2 separate regions of the Mus musculus genome follow, and region 2 is linked to region 1. A link is a contact called in public HiChIP or PLAC-seq data. All regions are on one chromosome and are shown on one strand. The core of a region is the stretch at or near the end of the contact, and the rest is flanking DNA. Distances in the headings are between cores, read along the strand shown.

Region 1 (2,587 bases), core at 35-2,534:
TTAATTAAATATAGATTGTTAAGTATTAGCCAGTTAACAAGAATAAGCTGCAGAAGTTTCTATCCTTGTGAGGGAATTGCTCTCAGAGTAAGATTAACATCATTCCACAAATTTCTAACTTGTGGGTGTACTCATAACAACGTGTTTAGCTGCTTATAACAAAGTTTCTTGAAACATTTAAAGTAACTTCTTAAATATAAAAATGCTTACACTATAGCTATATTAGTACTTCCTGATCTGATAAAGAAAATATAGGTATAAGGTAAAATTTCAAATAAATCTTCATTTCTCTACTCCTCAGCTTATTTTGTTGAAGACGGCTCAGTGTTCTTTTATTGAAAATTAATAATTTTCCCTTAGGTACTAGGCTACTAGGCTGTCTAAATCGTACTTTTTAAAATGTTTTACTTTGAAGGTACAACATTCACCACAAAACATATGGTTCAATATCATGGTCCTGTAAGGATACATTATTATTAAAATGAAACTCAAAGCCTATGATTTATTTACTTTTGAAAGTAACTGACACCTTGTCACAGTTCCCTTGCCTTGGAGAGGTTAGCAAGTTATCCAAGTTGAAGACAGGTAAAGAGCAGCCTCTGTCAAGAGTACAGCATGCTCAGGCAGGAACTTTCATCGTACATGAACTAACAGGCTTGATTTCTCATCACAACTCAAGTCAAACAATGAAATGAGCCATTCCAAACCCAGATGCAGGGCCCAGCACTCCAACTGGGTAACCCATGGCAAACACATTCTCAAAGAAATGTTCTAACAGATTGCTTATGTACCAGGCCCTCAGGTGCTCTCAGCTATATCAACTCAGGATCAGTAAAGTTTGTTTAAAATATAAGCTGATAAGTAACAGGCACTGCTATTTTGAACATACAAGCCCCCCCACCCCCACCTCCTGGCTCTCAGATGATGCTCCGGGAAACTGGGCGAAGCCATGTAACTTCCCTCCTGACTTAGTGTGCCACATGCAGTGCTTCTAACAAGACACTGAGGAAGACAATGCCAGCATTGCTTCTATTACAGAGTTACACTTCCTGTTTCAGTCTTGTGTTTCATTCTTATAGAACTGCCAAAGTGTTTCTTGAACAAACAAATCCAATCCTATTTACAACATTCACACATGAAACTATTTGGATTTTTGAAATAATGGTCTTATATGGAAAAATATATGCTTTTCCCTTTTTTTCCCTTTTGTGAAATACTCAGAAAAACTATACACTTTATGGACTCACAACAGCTCCCAAGTACATGTAAGCGGTACTATGTGTTTTAGACAAACAAAGCCTGCTACTCATGCACAGACGAACTGGGGGTGGTGAGATAAATTACCAGCACTTCCAGGCTGAGAAGTGTGGGTTTCTGTAGGTCAGACTGGCTGTCGCCACCAATACTGACAGGAAGAGTTAGTGGAGTGATGCTCTAGAAAAGATGATGGACACAAAGAGCAGCAAAAGAGGGAAACCCTATCCCTAGTGCCCTATTGGCAGGGCTTTATTTTTCTTTCCATAGAGGACTAAGATGCTCGTATGAAAAAGGCATTGTTCATCTTGAATTTTATCAGTTTGATAACCTAGATATAAAACTACATGGACACAGTAAGCATATAATCCTTTTTATATGCACTGTATTTTGAAATATTTACTGCTGATATTCTTTCACTTAGCAAGAATTACTTAAGAGTTAAATCTGCAATTTTTAAGTTAAAGTTTTAAATAATTTATTTTATTGTAAGAAAATTATTAGAAATTTATAATATTGACCTGACAGAGCTTTGTTTTTATAACAGGTTGCATGTAGAGTGTATCTCATCAGTTAAATAACTTTAACAATAGAGATTGTATTCTGAGGATGAAAAGCGAGGTCAAGAAAAAAAGAACAATTTTGATCAAACTTTACAAAATACTCAGCAATTTGCCATATTTATTTGTTTTTTACTTGATTAACTTGAACGAATCAGAGATAGCCTTGTCAAGCACTCATGCATTTGTTTTAGCTTCTTAACTATCTACTCAAGCTATCATATGATGCTTTAGAAATCAGAAGAAAAATAAAGTTACACGCCTTTGGATTCTTTCCTCATTGGCTCTTTAGAAATAACACTGTTATGGGAAACACCCTAAAAGAAGGTGGGAGCAGACGGATAAATAAAGAACATTATTCTGAGCTCAGGTTTTACTCATTTTACTACTTCTACAATTAGCCCGTGGAGCACAAGTCTTACCACAATCATAGAAAGAGATGATTTTGTTTAAATAAAATGCATCAATCATCCACTCTGAATTGAACATTAAAAAATGCCAGCACATCACTCACAAATTCAAATAACTCAGGCTATAATGAAAATGTAACCAAAATTCCCATATATTCTTTATTTCCTCACAGAGGAAAACATCTTTTATAATATGGCTTAACTGAACACAAACTCAAGATATCCTAAAGGAAAGGTACTATAAAACCTATAATGGGGATTTCAGTGAGTTTGTTCTACAGGCCTCCCTCCAAAGTTGCTTCTCTCTCCCAGTCCTGCCATTTCCTATGGTAGCAAGCAGATGACTTAAGTAATTTCAAGATG
Region 2 (2,587 bases), core at 48-2,547, 140 kb before region 1:
ACAAGAAAGGAAGACGTGGGCACGGCTTGTTTGAGTTATGAAACCCCTAGGCACGGCTTTAATTTGCATTTTACAGGGCATTCCCAAGCAAGTTCGCTCAGGCGGAGCACCTAGGCACCCCGCAACTGTCCAGAGCGAAGCCGGTGCGCACCCGCGGACAGCAGTGTGGGTAGCACCGTCGGGCGCTTGGGCCCCACGCCGAGACCTCAGGGGCACCGAGCCGCGGCAGGTCCGGCCGGATAAAGTTATGAATGAAAACAGCTCGCGGGCGGGAGGAGGCAGCGCCCTCTCCCCGCGTCCCGCGGCACTGCGCTCCGAGCACAGGCGGGCGCTGGGTCCCCAGCGCCATCGGGTGCCGCGCGCTTGGCACGGGCTGCGCGAGGACCGCCAGGACCGCCCGGCCCGCCCCGGCCCGCACCTGCCGCCCGCACTCACCTCGGCCTCCGCGGCGCCGGCCGGGGGCGCCGAGCGGGCGGAGCGCGCGCCGCATCAAGCGCGGCGGGGCGGCCGGGCGCGCATGGCCCGCGCTGCGGCCTCGGCGGCCCCCGGGCAGGGGCGCTTCTCCGCGGTTGGCGGCGGCCGAGGGCGGCTCGGGGACATCCGCCGGGTGCGCGCGGCGCCCGCTCCACAGCACCGTCCCGTCCCGGTCGTCAGGCGCGCGGCCCGGCGTCGTCCCGGGCTCTCGGGTCCCCGCAGGTCCGCGTCCCCGCAGTCGCCACGCCGGCTGCAGACGAGCAGAGACAGAAACACGTGAGTCCCTTGCCAGCCCGGGACGCTGTCCTGCTCGCCGAGATGGACAGCCACGAGCCCCGGACACACACGGCCGTGCACGTTTTGCCCCCACGGAATGCCCCGCAGTCCAAAGCGCGTCCGAGAGACGCGTCTGCGCGAGGCAAGCCCGCACGCAGGGACGGGAAAAGTCAGGTCTGGCACGAGCGCCCGGCGGGTCGGTCCCCAACAATGCGCACAGACACGCGGGTGCGCGGCGGTGCCAGCCCGCGTTCGCACACGCGTAACTCGCTGCCTGGCTACGGAACTCGCTGCAGGGCCGACCGCAAAGCGCCGGGCACAGAGCTAGAGCCAGCTCCGAAAACGTCCAGCTCCTCGAAAATAAAATAAAATAAAGCACCATTCTCACCTGATCTTGCCAGGTCCTCGGCGGGAGGGGAAGGCTCTTACCTAGTGCAGAGCCTGGGGCCGGCCCTCCCGGCACATGCACGCCGCTCGCAGCCGCTCCTTAGCCCGCAGAGCTCTGGCTGCGGGGCCGCCGCAAACCCCTGCGTGCTGAGCACTCGCGCGCGGGCTCCGCAGCATTTCAGCGTCGCCGCCACCTCCACCTCCACGCCGGGACCCGCCCCCGGTGATATCATGTGTCAATCACGCGGGCTGCACGAAAACCCGGAGCAGGATTTCAGCGATCGTGGATGTGGACTCGAGGACGCTCTAACAAAAGTCGATTGCCTGCAGGAGTCCTGCGAGCGCAACTGGGGAGGAGCGGGCATTCCAGGGCCCCTGTCAGTCGTGAGCTGTCAGCCTCCAATTTAAGGGGACTGGTGCAGCCACCCTTAGAGTTGAGTTTAAAAAGAGTTGTGAAGAACATTTAAAAAACAATAACAAACCACCAACAACAACGGAAAAAAAAATGTGTACACCATGACACCGTGCCCCCAGATAAAGGGAAAAGTGCAAAGTTCAGATCATGCGAAATATGAAAGTTTCAGAAAGAACAGTCATTTTTGCAAATGTAATATAATTACACACTAAAGGGTGGGATTTCCTGCTGTGGGGTTTTAGTGATTGCTCCATTTGGTTTGTGATACGATCCCTAAAATTACACGGGGGGAGGGGAAGGGGAGAAAACGGGGCCCAAGTTCTTCCTGCTTTGTAATGTTTGTATAATTTTGTCCAAAACACCAATGCATTTTAAATGAAATAAAATAAGCATAACTCATCAGGAAGTTTTAGCTTTAGCCATATGTCTGTCACGGGGTGGGGGACTTTAGTAAGCTGGGAATGCTTTTTGCGTCTTTACATACTATGGAATTTGGTTATTTATTATATGGACGCTATAGCTCAGGATGTAGTGAAAAGGGCTGTATGTGGAATTAAAAATTCCATAGAGTTTTAAAAATAACCTAAGACCCCCAAAATATTGATAGAAAATATTTTTCCAGGGAATTTTATCAGGAATGGTATTTGATAAACAAAAACTCCATGATCTAAATCACCTGTGAATGTGAGTTAGGATATTTTGGGTTCAAAGTAATTTTTTTTTTAAGTCTTAACAATTGCAGTGAGTTTTTATAAAGTTTTTGTTGTTGTTGGCATAATGCATTTGCAAGCTTTTGAATGTTTTTAGAATTCACGGTTATGTGTGGAATTACATGCAAGGAACCCAGGACACTCCCTATGAAGAAGATCAGCAGTAAGAAAGTGCACTAGAAGGTAATAGAACGTATTAAAAGCCAAGAAGCTGTTTGTTCACCCTTCATGCAAGGGGATGTGTTAAAGTCATATTTTCAAATGTAGAGTTGGTGGGGCTTTTGTGTCTTGTCTATTTTTCACAGATGTAGGAGCATAATGAGGT

What was found. HiChIP or PLAC-seq counts read pairs in DNA pulled down with a chosen protein or histone mark.
Region 2: a contact with region 1 is called in an H3K27ac HiChIP or PLAC-seq map of oligodendrocyte precursor cells, with 7 times the contacts expected there. The contact joins the promoter of Spry1 here to the enhancer-like site in region 1. A contact is called at or near these places in 9 of 39 promoter capture datasets (the 3T3-L1 cell line, 3T3-L1-derived adipocytes, HPC-7-derived erythroid cells and 5 more), 1 of 15 datasets of contacts at CTCF or cohesin (pro-B cells), 6 of 484 Hi-C or Micro-C datasets (the G1E-ER4 cell line, muscle stem cells, nephron progenitors and 3 more), 2 of 115 datasets of contacts at active chromatin or transcription factors (embryonic stem cells and oligodendrocyte precursor cells) and 1 of 9 other capture datasets (liver).

Annotation. Positions count from the first base shown.
Region 1 is chr3:37,501,143-37,503,729 of GRCm38.p6, reverse strand. All of the region lies in intron 14 of Spata5 (spermatogenesis associated 5), which reads right to left. Among named protein-coding and RNA genes, the nearest start is that of Spata5, 82 kb to the right of the region's middle. Within about 2 kb of position 1,284, at least 27 of the 459 cell types and tissues checked have an H3K27ac peak or open chromatin away from gene starts, as enhancers often do. A contact at or near this core is called in oligodendrocyte precursor cells, where this site is marked.
Region 2 is chr3:37,638,657-37,641,243 of GRCm38.p6, reverse strand. It overlaps Spry1 (sprouty RTK signaling antagonist 1), which reads right to left and starts at 1,297. Exons shown (of 3, transcript NM_011896.3): 1 at 1,139-1,297; 2 at 436-724.